3 separate regions of the Mus musculus genome follow, and regions 2 and 3 are each linked to region 1. A link is a contact called in public Hi-C data. All regions are on one chromosome and are shown on one strand. The core of a region is the stretch at or near the end of the contact, and the rest is flanking DNA. Distances in the headings are between cores, read along the strand shown. Region 1 has its middle 28 kb from the start of Tbx19. Region 2 has its middle 10 kb from the start of Gm26685. Region 3 has its middle 14 kb from the start of Gm26685.

The links. Hi-C and Micro-C count contacts between places; a contact is called where the count stands out from the background.
Region 2: a Hi-C map of muscle stem cells shows a contact between it and region 1, with 4 times the contacts expected there. The contact joins two enhancer-like sites. A contact is called at or near these places in 1 of 484 Hi-C or Micro-C datasets (muscle stem cells) and 4 of 115 datasets of contacts at active chromatin or transcription factors (embryonic basal ganglia, embryonic stem cells and large pre-B cells).
Region 3: a contact with region 1 is called in a Hi-C map of embryonic stem cells, with 4 times the contacts expected there. The contact joins two enhancer-like sites. A contact is called at or near these places in 1 of 484 Hi-C or Micro-C datasets (embryonic stem cells), 3 of 115 datasets of contacts at active chromatin or transcription factors (embryonic basal ganglia, embryonic stem cells and large pre-B cells) and 1 of 9 other capture datasets (embryonic stem cells).

What each region holds. Positions count from the first base shown.
Region 1 is chr1:165,129,848-165,134,758 of GRCm38.p6, reverse strand. No RefSeq gene overlaps it. Among named protein-coding and RNA genes, the nearest start is that of Tbx19, 28 kb to the left of the region's middle. Within about 2 kb of position 2,343, at least 62 of the 459 cell types and tissues checked have an H3K27ac peak or open chromatin away from gene starts, as enhancers often do. A contact at or near this core is called in embryonic stem cells and muscle stem cells, where this site is marked.
Region 2 is chr1:164,490,716-164,495,626 of GRCm38.p6, reverse strand. No RefSeq gene overlaps it. Among named protein-coding and RNA genes, the nearest start is that of Gm26685, 10 kb to the left of the region's middle. Within about 2 kb of position 2,411, at least 46 of the 459 cell types and tissues checked have an H3K27ac peak or open chromatin away from gene starts, as enhancers often do. A contact at or near this core is called in embryonic stem cells and muscle stem cells, where this site is marked.
Region 3 is chr1:164,514,951-164,519,861 of GRCm38.p6, reverse strand. No RefSeq gene overlaps it. Among named protein-coding and RNA genes, the nearest start is that of Gm26685, 14 kb to the right of the region's middle. Within about 2 kb of position 2,336, at least 7 of the 459 cell types and tissues checked have an H3K27ac peak or open chromatin away from gene starts, as enhancers often do. A contact at or near this core is called in embryonic stem cells, where this site is marked.

The sequences.
Region 1 (4,911 bases), core at 1,094-3,593:
ATTTTATGCTATTTAAGACTGACTCTCTGGTCCATTTTGGAATGGGACAGCAGAGGGGTAAGATGTAGCTGCTAGAGTTTCCCGGTATCATGGCGGATCCACAAGGATTCACCATTGGAGGAGTAGGATTTAAATAAGGCTTACAAGATTAGGTTTTAGTTGTTGAGCCCAGAGATTGAGGTACCATTGTTTCAGGGGGTGGGGGGAGGAAGAACGACTCTCTGAAATGTCTTGACGTTGGACTACTGAGTTGAATTGCTAATGTTTATCGAGCACTTACTCTGTGACACTACTGTGTTAAGTACTTTGCATGCATTATCAAACTAAATACGTTTGAAAGGTACTTAGCATTTTAAATGGCTCTATTAATTTCTAATTTGCAAAGCAGAAACGTTACGAATTTAAAGCGTTTAAGTTAGTGATATTTAATTTTTAAATTATGTTTATTTATATGTATGTATGTATGTATGTATGTATGTATGTGGTGGTGGGGATCAGTAGACTTGCCACCAAGCACCTTCACTTACCCAGCCCTCTTGCTGGCTTCAGTTTATAGGTTTTTAAAGCATATTTACAGAGTTGAACAAGCACCATTTAATTATAAGCCATCTTCATCAGCCTATAAAGATAACTTACTTGTATTGGTTGTCATCCCTGCTCCCTTCCGGTTTCTCTACAACTCCCAGCCCCAGGCAGCTATGAGTGTACTTCCTCTATAGACTTCCCCATCCTGGATGCTTCATGGACACGAATTCATGTGACTTTGGTGACTTTCCTGGGTAGCTTCTTTTACTCAGTGTATAACCTTAGAGGTTCATTGATGCTGGACACACCAACATGCATGTTCATTGATATAGGACACACCAGCATCCCCTGATGCAGGACACACCAGCATCCCAGTTCATTGATGCAGGGCACTGCAGCATGCCTGTTCCTTTCTGTGCAGACGATATTCGGTCCTATAAACTTGCACTGTGTTCATACTATCGTTTACTTGGTTAGTGAGCATCTGGTCTGATGCCGCTTTTTGAATATTGGTGTGTAAGTTCTTTTGTGGCCTAGAAGCTGCCAGCTCACTCTCCATTGTACAGATGAGGAGGGAGATTCAGAAAGCTGGGCTTCCTGAAGCCATACAGCTACTAGGAAGCTAGACTCAGGTCTCTGATGACAGTTACACATCCCTGCACACAACTCGGTGTCATTGCTGTATTGGGAGGGGACCCAAGCAGGGGCGGTCACATGACTCTGGAGGTACTTCCCTTAGCTTCTCACCATGTCAACTCGGGTCTCTAGGGATACTCTAATAAAGCAAAGGGCCGGCTCCTGGGAATACACTTGTTAGAGGAAGCAGAGAGATGGCCGTCTGAGCAGAGCCTCAGGGGTTGCAGATATAAGGGACCTGGTGGCAGATGGCTGGTTCCAGGAAGGACTTACATGGCAGGAAAAAACTGTCTCCTAGAATCCCTTTGGGGCAGGTTCTGGTAAAAAACTGAATTTCCTGGAACCGTAGACTATGGGATTTGAATTCTTTATAATTTAGATTATTAATGGAAATGTGATCTCAGAGCCTGCTTAGTGAAGCTTGCAAATATTAATTATAAGTAGAAAAGAGGTGATTGATCTTGGGATAGATTATAAAAATGTACTCTTGTCACTTAGCAAAAACTGTATTGCCGGCAAAACATTCAGAGCGCTTTAAGAACTTTAAAGGGTTTAAGTGGGAGAAAAGCTTTGCATTTGTCCTGATGAGACTTTGGATGGGGAGGCCAGTGCCACGTGAGGTCACTGTTTGGTGAGCCAGCCTCCAGGGTGGTGGTGAACAAGATAATACTTGTCTTTCTAGAGGTGGTGGAGCACACCTTTAGTCCCAGCACACAGGAGGCAGAGGCAGGAGGATTTCTGTGAGTTCGAGGCCAGCCTGGTTTACAGAGCGAGTTCTAGGAGTCAGGGCTACACAGAGAAACCCTGTCTGGAAAACCAAAAGAAAACAAACCAGAAAAGTAGAGGAGAGGAAAAGGAGTAGAAAGCTACCAGAAGCCATGTTCTTACTGCTGCAGTTCCAGAAGCCGTCTGTAGGTGGGGCTATTGCTCAACACACTTGTTTTTGGAAGGAGACAGACTCAGCCACTGCAGCTGTTGTATTGCAGTCAACCCTGTATGTTTATCTCAGTTTTATTGGAAGCACCCCCAAACCCTTGTTTGCACCCTGAGCCCTAGGAACATTTACCTGTGTCCTTAAGAATGTCTTTTTGTCAAGCTGTAAAACCCCAGGCTTACAGCATGACCCACAAAGGATGAGATGTCGCATAACGGATCAAAATTTAGATTTGCTGAGTCATGCAAGTTACAGCACTGGAGCTTATCCAGTAAGGCCTGGCCTTCCAAAAGGGTGCTGGGCTTTATGCTGAACGTTGACACACACGGGCGCGCATACACACACACACACACACACACACACACACACACACACTATACACGAGTGCACCCATGCACATGCGTGCGTGATTAAGAGGCCCCTCAGCTGTGACATAAACCCACTGCGGATATAGCATTTACCTGGTACGCTCTGCAACACCCTTATGGGATTTTGAAGGCAGGAGAACTAATGAGAATATGGGCTATGAGCTGCCTAGGCTGACAAGGAAGTCCTTTGCTTCTGGCCCAGAAAGTAGGCAAGCTTGTGTGTGTGTGTGTGTGTGTGTGTGTGTGTGTGTGTGTTTCTGTGTGTTTGTGTATGTCCAACATCAATGAAGCTATGAAAGGAGAACTCATTATTTTGGAAGGATGACAAAAATCTTTGGTCATTTCCAGTTCTCTCCTCCTCTCTTCCTCCTCTTTAATTTTTTAAAAAATCAATTCAATGGTGCATATATGTGAAGTTGTCATGTGTGGGTTGTAGATGTAGGGAGATGCCCATGGATGCCAGAAGAGGGCATCATATTCTCTGGAGCTGGAGTTACAGGTGGTTGTGAGATACTGGATACAGATGCTGGCAGCCAAACTCTGGTCCTCTATGTGAGGACCTTCTAAGTACTAAGCCATGTCTCCAGCTCCTTCAACGGATACTTTAAAATAGCATACATGTTTATAGACCTCAATATAACTATCATTTTGTAAAAAAATAAAAAATAAAAAATGAGTGTCAATTTTCAAAATAAGAATGGCTTAAGTCAGCCTAGGTCCAAATACATTGAGCATAAAACATTGTTCCTTGCTAAGGACTCTAGCTGCCCTCACCTAATAAGCTAATATTTAATCATAGTAAAAAAAAAATCTCAGCAGCCCAACTTGTCCCATGTCCTGTGCAGTGTTTTAACACTCTTAAACAGATTTAAACTAAACAGGTCATAAAGAGCCAAAATACACCCACATACATATAAGTGGCAGATGACGTGAAAGGTTGTCCCCTCCTGAGCTCACCACATTCATGTGACTGATCACCGTGGATGGCACCTGACCTTGCAAGGTTGCTCTTACTACTTGGAGTCTCCTTTGCTAATTGTTAGGAGTGGGACAGGGTGTTTGTTCCTCACAATTTTAATTATTTTAGAATTCTTCTTTAGGAAGCTTTCCGTTCTGTGGATAAACCTTAGCATATTTATCTTTACCCATCTGGAAAGAGTTGAGCTCCACTTGTTTTCTGTTACAAATGGCTGCTGGAAGCGAATATCCTTGCGCTGTCTGCTGCGAATGCCTGTGAGTGTCCACAGGCTGGAGACTTCAGGGTAGAAGCCGGCCTTCAGTGTGTGCCCCTTAACCCCTATACCTGTTGTTACAATGTTTCCTAAATTGATTGCACCTGGTCACAACCCCAGTAGTAACTAATTTTGGGTCCATGACGTAACATGGCTCTTAATTTTTTCCAATTTTGAATTATGTAAGGTTTTATTCAGTTGTTTTAATTTTCACATTACCTGAGAGTGAGTATTTTGTTTTAGTTTTATTATGATCAGAGCTCTCTCTTTTCTGAAAAGTTTCTCATTTTTCTAGGCCCCCAAATTTTTTCTTCATACACTCTGGATGACACTCCTTTGTTGGCTTTAGGGCCTCTTGCTTGGAGAGAGCTTTCCTGGAGGGATGGCAGCAGTATGATTGCATGAGGTCTTAGCTTTTCATGCTGTCACCAAAGACCCAGTAGAAAGGAGAAAAGATTGATTTGGGCTCCTGGTTTTAGAGGAGCTGTCCATGGTTGTTTGGTCCCGTGTGCGAGCCAGCAACCACATGGGTGTCAAGAGGAACCCTGCCTTATAAACTTTGCTGTCCTAAACCTGTCCCAAGACGTGGACAAGGACTAAACAGTGAGCTGGATGTCAAACAGGAAAAGGCTTCTTGCTTCTTATCCCCAGCTTTGGAAGTAGCTCACCCAGATCCAATGGGGAAGGAGGAACATGGGTGCTACCCTTGGATGGACAGTAGGTAAGGTAAGTTGTGGTTAATACAAAATCACACACTATGGGAACTATTGTGGCCACTTTGATAAAACACCACCACCACCACCACCACCAAATTAATCTTTCGTACCAGTCCAGGATTGATTTTACTGTTAACTTCTCAGTTTTGGTTTTCTTGTTCCTTACTTTTGAACCAACTCTCCCCCAAATCTCAATCAAGCTCATAGATGAAACTAAGTCATCCCAGGCTATAAGCAATCAAGGGAGACTTCAGACGTGGGTAGAAAATCTTCCAAGTACTTCTTCCTGTACCAGCTGATGCTTTGCCCTTCCCCAACTTCATGGCTTTAATCGATGCTACGGTATTTTGAAGGTCCTGATTAGTTTTTATAATAGTCTCAGTGTGACCTTTTGAAACACTCTCCTTCACTGGATGAAGCCCTACGACAGGTGGGCAGCCCCTTCACCTTTGTACTTCCCCAAACTAACCGGAACTTCCATGGGATGGCAGACTCTCATC
Region 2 (4,911 bases), core at 1,162-3,661, 640 kb after region 1:
TTTGGTAGAAGTGTGGTATGGTGCAGGGGATGGATTGCCTCTGCGAACCTGTTCTGAGGCATCCCTTCCCCCTGAGGTACCAGCCATGTGACAGGTATAGTATGGAATAGAGTTTATTTACGGCGTGGGGAGTGGAGTGGAGAAGAGGCTGGCCATGAGCACGTGGGGGTTGGGGGGGGGGATGGGGAGAGGAGGGACAGAGAGGAAGAGGATAAGAGAGCAAGAAAGCAAAAGAGCAAAAGAGAGAGGAGGGGCCAAACCGCCCTTTTATAGTGAGTCAGGCATACCTGTTGCCAAGGAACTGTGGGGTGGAGCCTAGAAGGAATGCTAACACACTAGAGTTTCTCTCCTAGGTATCACCTAGCTCTCCTGCTCTATTTCTGTCTTCCCACCTTCCTCCCCTCTCCTTCTCTGGCCCCATCCCTGCCCAGTCTCTGTAAAGTAAATGAAGCATTTGAAGTATCTACTTTCATACAAAGTAGCTTGTTAATACCACTAGTTGAGAATAAAGCCTCTACCACAATTTTTTGAGCCAAATTCGTAGCAAGCTTTATTAAATACCAGCCAGGAACATGGACACTAGCCAGGTCCATTCCCAGAGAATGGCTGAGAATTATGTTAGTCAGGTGCTTATGCAGGCAAACCCCACAAGGCTACGTACTTCCTGCCTCTGTCCAATTGGGCCAAGCATACATTCTGATGTACTTCCTGCGTTCACATCTACCGCCTGTGTGTGATCAAGCACATCCTGTGTTGTTGAGACAACCAACCTTGTTTATAGAGGTGAAAACAGGTGGCTTTGTTATCTTATAAGAGCAGCCTCCAGCATTCCAGAAAGTCATCTGTCCTTGGGCAAGTGGGGTTTGCAGGTTAAAGGCTCTTTTGTTTTATGGATTGCTGAAGCACAATACGTTAAACCTGAAACGTAACTTTAGCTCTCACATTTCCTTATTCCAAGGGAGGTTGCAAAGCACAATGATGCTATGCAGGGCACTCATGAAAATATATATGGCCTAGGACCTGGAACACTAAGCTACCCTGCCCCAGTCCCCAGCTGCCTGGACTTCCTACCTAAGGATACCTAGACCTATTTATTTTCTTTGAGGACAGGATGCCTGTGAGCCAGTTAGCCCTAACATGGCTGCCAGAGTAGGGAGAGACACCATCACAATTCATTTACATGTCAAATGTCTTCCCCACCCCAGGACCACAAGGTTAACAACTGCCACCAGGCAACTGGGAATAGCTCTGACAGGAGCAAATAGCAAAGCAGGCACCGGTCACTGCCAGAATACCTGGGATTCTTTGTCCTTTCACAGAGGAGCCCTGAATATTCACCCTCCCAGGTGAGCCTGTCCCTCCCCTCCGCTCTGCTACCATAAATCCGAAACTACCGAACCCCAAACAGACTGCTCTGGAGGCTTATCTCTTTGTCTCCTATTTTGGGCCAAGAATAACAGTTTTTCCTGTTGCTCAGCCTTGTCACCCAGCCTCTAAATTTAAAAGAGAAAATGGACCCAGTTTGAGGTCTGAAATTTGCAAACAACTATACCACGTGGTGGAATCTCTTGCAACTCAGAAAGGCTTGAGTTAAAATTCCCCCACCTGCCTTTGGACAGATTAACGCTATTTCCACAGGTGTACTTATAAAACAGAGATAATAACCCGTAACTCAGTCCTCTGTGTACTCACCTGCATAGAGACTTGCTCTCTAAAACTTCTTTCTGTAATGGAGTGGCTCCTCCCTTCCGAACCAACAGCTTATGCTGCACAAATTGGTTCCTGCTGGAGTTTTATACTCATGCTTATTATCATTGATGGGAACTTAGCTTTCATTTTAGTAAACACCTTTTAGAACGAGCTTGCAATCTTTGCAAATAATCCCCTAAAGCTTGCTCTCTCTTGCATCCTGCTCTCCTTTCAAACGAGGAGTCTGAGACAGTTATTTGGCTACTGAGGGCAGGAGCCAGTAGGTCTGATTCTTGAGTTTGTGCATTTCCTACAATCTACAATTTCCTACGATTGGGCTTTCACACAGCTTGGTAGAACTTGCCTTCCCAGACTCTGTCCAGGGACCAGCTGGCTTCTCATGCTAGAGCAAGATAAAGTCAGGAGGAGGAACTTCCAGCCAGCCTTGCTTGACAGCCTTCAGGAGCCTGCCCTCCCTCAGTGCTTCACCTTCTCTCCTGGGAATGGGAAATCTCTCTAGGGGTAAGCCTGTGACTCGGGTCCTCCATGTTGCCTCTTGTTTGAATTTTTTTAGATGCCATGTCACACACAGAGAATATCATTGGTGGTGGTGGCTATCTTCCCGTGCTAGTTTTATTGGCATCTCTTCCATGAGCTAGGCTCTCTCATTGGCACTGACTCATGTTGGCAAAGAGAAAGAGACAAAAAACAAGTCAACAGAGAGAGTGAAATACCATCTCTCCCAGAGGGTTGGTTGCTGGCCAAGATGCTCAGGAGTGCCGCTCACTGGACACGAGGACACGCAAGAACTGCGGGATACTCCCTGCCTCTTGAAGAGTGTCCAGGGCCTTCCCAGGAAACAAAACAAGAGAAAAGTTTCAGGCCTAGGGTCCCAAAAGAACCTGAGCTTGAGGCTCAGCTCTTACATCTCAGCCATAGCTGTTAGAGTAAGATAATACTCATTCTTCCCACATCTGCTTTGTTTGTTTTGTAAAATGAAATCGATGGCCATACCATCCCTCCGGGGTCTTTGAACGATGCACATGAGATGAGACAGGACAGGTGCCTGCCACAGTACCTTACCAGCACTGTGCACCCAGCAACACTGCTGTTATATCTCGTGGGACGTGTGATAAGCCAGGGAGAGGGTAGGATGGTGATGATGATATTTTAATTATTATCTTCAAAATCACCAGAGGAAAAAGCTTAAACTTCAAAGGGCACTCCGGAGAAGTTAGCCTCCCAGAAAAAAATTGGCTTCAGATTCTCTGGGCTTAACTAGTTGGAAATTAAACCAGCCAGGCATGGTGGCACATGCTCTCTAGAGGCAGAGACAGGTGGATCTCTGTGACTTTTGTGGCCACCCTGGTCTACATAGTAAGTTCTAGGCTAGCCAAGACTATATAGTGTAATTCTGTCTAAAAAAGGAAAGGAAAGGAAAGGAAAGGAAAGGAAAGGAAAGGAAAGGAAAGGAAAGGAAAGGAAAGGAAAAAAAGGAAAGAAAAGAAAGAAAAGGGAAAGATAAGAAAGATTAAAACACACTTTCCACTTTAGTTAGTATATAACTATGGAAATGTTTTATTTTCAGTGTGATGGGTTTAACTCTTTTATTTTGAAGCTCTTAGAATGAAATCTAGCTAGGTAAGTAGTCTATTGTTCAGACATAGATCTGCTTCTTAACTATTCTGTTATTGCTTTGGGGCTGTGTACCTTTTTGTTTGCTTGTTTGTGCTTTAAACAAAGAGTATGTCTCGCTTTTTTAACTTTGCTACTTGACCAACATTATAATTTTATTCCCCTTTTAAAGTATTATCAGTTCCTTAGCTATAAAATTAGACTCTAGATCACTCATGATAACACATGCAACGGTATTTTACAAAACAGTAAAATGACCTTAGATGCTAAGTTTCAATGACTCCAGGGTGTGTGGTACCTGGGCTCTCTGCTTAGGGCATTCATAAAATGAAGCCGACTTCCAATCTGAAAGTAATATAATAGCAGTAGGATTTGTCCTTCTACATTTACATTTTATTTTCTGAAAGAAGATGAAGCTGTAGGAAAGTATGCTGATGAGATAGAAAAAGGTCATGTGAGGAAGGAAAAGGTCACGTGAGGAAAGGTATGTGGAAAACTGATATGTCAGAAACTTGATGAAACCCTCCCCGCTTCACAGAGAGACACATGATGAAGGATGGAAAATGTTTCCTCATGACTGTCACGGGCCCCATCACAGACTCCGGTCTCTTAGATCCCAGACAGTGAACTATTTCTGAGTCAACAGGGATAACCGTTTGGTATTTTAGCTCACTGCTCCCCTGTTCCAGAATTCCCGAAGTGTGGTTCAGCTTCTGGTGTGGAGCTGTCTTCTTTATCAGGAAATGACACAGCTCCCATGACCCTTCTCTAGCAGGTCTCTGCCTGTCCCTGTAATGTCTGCAGGCCAGGGTGAGCATCTCTCCTACAGCAAACACTCACTCGGCCATCATTTCTCCTTTATTCTTTCATCCGTTTGAATCCTACCTGGCTCTGGGGTGTTTTGTGTGTGTGTGTGTGTGTTTTGTTTGTTTGTTCGTTTCAGTTTTTTTTGTTTTGTTTTGTTTTGGTTTGGTTTGGTTTGGTTTTTGGTTTTCCCCATCTGTCTACCTGTTGTCTCAGCACCCAGGAATATCTACTGAGATCTTCATTGTTGTTAGCGACAGGCTCCCAGATTTCCTCCCTCAATGTCCAGGTGCCTTTGGCTCTTCAGTTGTGGTAACTTCTGCACCAACTGGAGTGGTTAGCTTCCTTGTAGGACCCATGGTGTAGATGAATTATCTGTTCCCAGCTGGGCTGTTCCTGTTGGAGAACCAAAACTTTTTTTTTTTTTTTTAAATTTCTGGTGTATTGGGTTTTGTTTGTTCTGTGACTCTTTCCAGAAAGTCTTGAAGGCAGATTACAATAAGAATATCACAAAGAGAGAGATCACACACACACAAACAAACACGTATGCATACATGCACATGCTTGTGCATGCACTGGCACACCCATGCACACACATGTAGAAACCTAAATAACTGAAAAGAAGCAAAGACAGCAAGTATATAAAGTGTATTCTACTTTGCTCCAGGTTCTCTCAATCCCAGGTTTTTGTTCTAAAGACTCGCAGGCTGTCAAGGATCAGTGTCCCCACATCCACATTAGGCCCTTAGTTTGCAGTGACATAGCTGTGACAGGTTATGGTAT
Region 3 (4,911 bases), core at 1,087-3,586, 610 kb after region 1:
GGAGTTCTATATCTTCATCTGAAGGCTGCTAGCAGAATACTGACTTCCAGGCAGTTAGGATGAGGATCTTAAAGCCCACACCCACAGTGACACACCTTCTCTAACAAGGCCATACCTCCAAATAGTGCCATTCCCTGGGCCTTGCTTGAATAGTTAAACCATGACATTCCACTCCCTGACCCTCATAGGTTTGTTTAAATACATGAGTCTATGGGAGCCATATGTAGCCATAGCATAATAAAAAATTACATTTAGTCGAATTTCCAAAGTCCCCATAGTCTACAGCAGTAACAAAAATGTTAAAAGTCCAAAGTTCAAAGTATCTTCTGAGATCTGTCCAATCACTTAACTGTAATCCCTGAATCAAGACAGGAAACCAGGTGGGCAAACTCCAAACTCTGCATCTCCATGTCTAATGTTAAAGCAGTTTTCAGATCTCCAATTCCTTCTTCATCTTTATTGACTGCAATAAACTTCTTTTCCTGGGCTGGTTCCATCCCCTGTTAGTAGCATTCCTCAAGAGATATCCTATGGCTCTGGCATCTTGAAAATCTTGGGATCTCCAAGGCAACTTCAATATTACAGCTTCTGACTTCAATGTCTGGGATCCACACATGATCTTCTGGGCTCCTCCAAAGGGCTGGTGTCACTTCTCCAGCTCTACCCTCTGTAACACTCTAAGCTCAGATTGATTCACTGCACTGCCGCTGCTGTTCTTGGTGATCATCCCATGGTACCGGCATCTCCAATGCGCTGGGGTCTTCTGCTGCAATGAGGCTTCAACAATAGCCTCTCATAGGCTCTCTTCATGATGCCAAGCATCAAATCCTTTGCATAAACCCTTCAGTCCTGGGCTGTCAACTACAACTGAAGCTGCACCTTCACCAAATGGCCTTCCATGGCCTCTCATAGTGTTAAGCCTCAGCTGCTCTTCATGACCTCTTCATGCCTTCAAAACCAGTACCACCTGGATGACTCTTAGACATTGCCAAGTACAGCTGCAGCATAAGTTACAACCTTGGCTATCTCTGGAACACAGCTTCTTTGTGCTCTCAGAAAACACTTCCAGAAGATTTCACCTCAGTGATTCTGGTCTCTTCTTAATCACCTCTAATTTCTTAACTCCACCTAACCAGCATCAACTGTCCCAGTAGTCCCTTTTATTTTTCACTCTAAAGCCAGAACCACATGGCCAAAGCTGTTGTATTCTGCTGCTTCCTGGGGCTGGAGCATGCCCCCCACCCCCTTATTCTATTACCAGCTTTCTGTTTTCCAACTCCCTCTCTGCCTAAGCTTGGTTTTCCTGGAACTTGCTCTGTAGATTGACCTTGAATTCAGAAATCTTCGTGGCTCTGTCTCCTGCAATGCTGGGATTAAAAGGCGTGTACACTTTAAGCCTTTCTTCACCTAGAACTTGTTTTGTCCCAGGTTGTCCTTGAACTTGGAGATCTGGGGATTCAGTTCCATTTCACTCCCCGGCACCCCGTTAATATTTGAACCATATATTTTATATTTTTCCTTTCAAAGATTGCTATGCTTTTTTCAAAATCTCTTATGAGACTTAACCAGAGAACAAAGTCTCTGCTGGGCTTTTTTGAGACTTCATTTGTCAATGCAATTAATTTAAATCTCTTTACCTTAGACTCAGGTAGACTCTTCAGAGCCAAAAGCAACCACATTCTTCACCAAAATAGCACAAAAGCAGTCTCTAGGCCACATTTTGAAATTCTTGTTCACTGAAACCTCTTGGGCCAGGTCTCCACTATTCAAATCATACTCAGCAACAAAGTCTTCCACATCCCTACTAGGATAGCCCATTAAACCCAACTTAAAGCATTCCATTGCTTTCCAGAGTCCCAAAATCCACATTCCTCCAAACAAAAGCATGGTCAGGCCTATCACATCAATACCCCAGTCCCTGGTACCAACTTCTGTCTTAGTTAAACCCTAACTAAGGTTTACTGCTGTGAAGGAACATCATAACCAAGGCAACTCTTCTTTTTTTTTTTTTTTTTTTTTTTTTTTTTGGTTTTTCGAGACAGGGTTTCTCTGTGTAGTCCTGGCTGTCCTGGAACTCACTCTGTAGACCAGGCCAGCCTCAAACTCAGAAATCTACCTGCCTCTACCTCCCAAGTGCTGGGATCAAAGGCGTGCACCACCACGCCCAGCTCCTAGGCAACTCTTACAAGGACAACATTGCATTGGGGCTGGCTTACAGATTCAGAGGTTCATTCCATTATCATCAAAGCATACATGGCAGCATCCAGGCAGGCATGGTGCAGGAGGAGCTGAGAGTTCAATATCTCCATCTGAAGGCTGCTAATAGAATACAGGCTTCCAGGCAGCTAGGATAAGGGTCTTAAAGCCCACACCCACAGTGACACACCTACTCCAACAAAGCCACACCTCCAAACAGTGCCACTCCCTGGGCCAGGAATTTTCAAACTGTGACACTGACACAATTTTTCAGAGAACTGAACTTTGATAATTGTACAGCAATAAATCCCGGGACATAGAAGCTAAGAATCCCTTTATCGTTTCAATTTTATTTGTCAAAGAAAATTTTGAATTAATTAATATGATAGATGTGTCTGTAAGATTATGTACCTGTGTGTAGGCATGCTCTCATACACACATGGAGGCCAGACAGAGATCATATAAACTACCCTATCACTCACTATCTATTCTGATCCAGAATGTCTCCCTGAACCTAGGGCTCGAATTTTATTAGCTACAAGCCCCAGGGATTCTCCTCTCTCTGCCCCCTCTCGGAGCTGGGGCTACAGACCTGTGGGATGCTCAGCTTATTATATGAGTGCTGGGATTCGAACTCCGATCCTTTTGGTTGTACAACAAGTACTCTTAACTGCTGAGTCATCTCTCCAGTCCATTCTTTAAATTGTTTACTATTAGTAGTTTCTAGATTGTTTCTTTATGGAATATCTAATGTTTCAAGTACATTGGTACCCCACTGTACCAAGGAAGGTCCACCCACCTCAGAATTACCCGAATTATTTTGTAATTATAGATATACAATAACATTTGAAAAGCATATTTATTCCTTGAAAGAAAAACAGTTAAAACCACAGTTTGAAAATCTAGCTAGCTAATGAAATTCTAGAAGAAATCCATTTGATTATTTAAAATGTCTCCTCCAACATGTAGTTAATACAAACAAAACAAACCTATAATAATCCACATTTGCTACTAAGGAGGAAACATGACATATTTACTAGTAAAGAACTTTGTAAGGGGCTGTTTGCTTCAGGATCTATCTCAGTTGCATCCCCAGAAGTCACATTTTTAAAAGCCAACTTGTAATCCCAACATGAGAAGGCAGTGACAGGGGGCTCCAGGGAGATCACCGTCCAGCTAGCCAACCTAGCCTAATTAGACAGTGAGAGACTTTGTCCCCAAAATCAAGGTGAACAGCTTCCCAAGGTTGTTGTCTAGACTCCACACATGTGCACACACACACACCAACAAATAAACACACACAAAAATTTTCAAGTAAAGATATGCACTAAAAATTAATAGGAAATTCTTAAGATTTTCCCTCACTGGGCCCAGGTCTGGGAAGTATTATGGAGAAATGGTGTGAACAGAGAATACACTGGGGGGGGGGGGCATGGGGGGATGGACTATAACCAGGTAGGCCTGGGTGTCACAGGCAACATAACTGTCACTGCAAAGAGCAATGCTTGCCTCCTGAGGCTGTTTTAGAAAGGGCTATGATGTACTTGCCAGGCACAGAGGTATCCGAATTGGCAGTTATTAATAGGTAAACCACTTAATTCTGAACTTAGTTTTCTTACATATTAAAGGAAGAAAATGGCAGGGCTGGAAATAAGAGATGAGCATAGACTACCTGCCTAGCATGTGTGACACCCTAGGTTCAATCCCCAGTACTGGGGAGCAAGAGCCCTCTATGGGCCTGATGATCTGGAGAACAGTATGCCTGGACCTCTGTGAATGATAGTAGTGTGTGACGTGAGGCGTGCCATGGGACACCGTGCATTGACACATCTTCAACACTTATTAGCAGTGAGGTCTATGACAGAGTTTTGAGTAGAGGAAGAGTGGGCAGGGCCTTTCTCCATTTTAGAAGAATTGCTGGTTATAATAGTATCCAGTACCAAAGGTAGATGCAGGAAGAAACTCAAGCAAAAGCCACAGCAGGAATCTAGGCCACCATGGGCAAAAGCCTAATTAGAGGGAGTGTGAAAGAACATGACTCAACTCTGATCTTAGCTGATTAACATATTTTTTTTATCATGGAGAAAGGGTCTCATTATGAGGTCCAGTCTAGCATTGACCCTGAGAGCATCCTGCTTTGTCGTCACAGCGTGGGTGCAGTAACGGAGCTCAGCACTGTTGAATTTCAGTGTGTTCCACATGACTCCCAGGGTTGCCTTTCTGAAAAGCAAATCTGATCAGTGTTTGCCCATGTCCACAGTGTGCAGAACCCCGTAACCCAGCCAAGTCCGTCTCTCCAGGTCCATTTTCTTTCATTCCCTCCCTCTGACTGTACCCAAAATGCCCTCTCTCCATGGAACTCCTCTTTCTCTGTCACAACCCAAATCTAATGACTTCTGTGAAATCACATCCCTTCCCCCGAGTTCATTCAATGCAGACCGAAGTACTTCCTCTCTGCAGACTTAAGTTCTCTGTACACAGTTCCATTAAACCTCCATAGAAATATAATTATGAACCCATAAGCCTTAACGTCAGGGTATACAGGAGAATAACTGTGAGCTTCAAAATTAGATTAATCTGAGTTAAAACCCAAGCTCTAGCTTGCCATATATAACCTTAAGCAAGTTATTTGATTTCTCCACACTCCATTTCTTGTAAAGATAATAATTCCTCCTTAATAGCATTGTGTCAAGAATAAATTAGATAAGTTCAGTA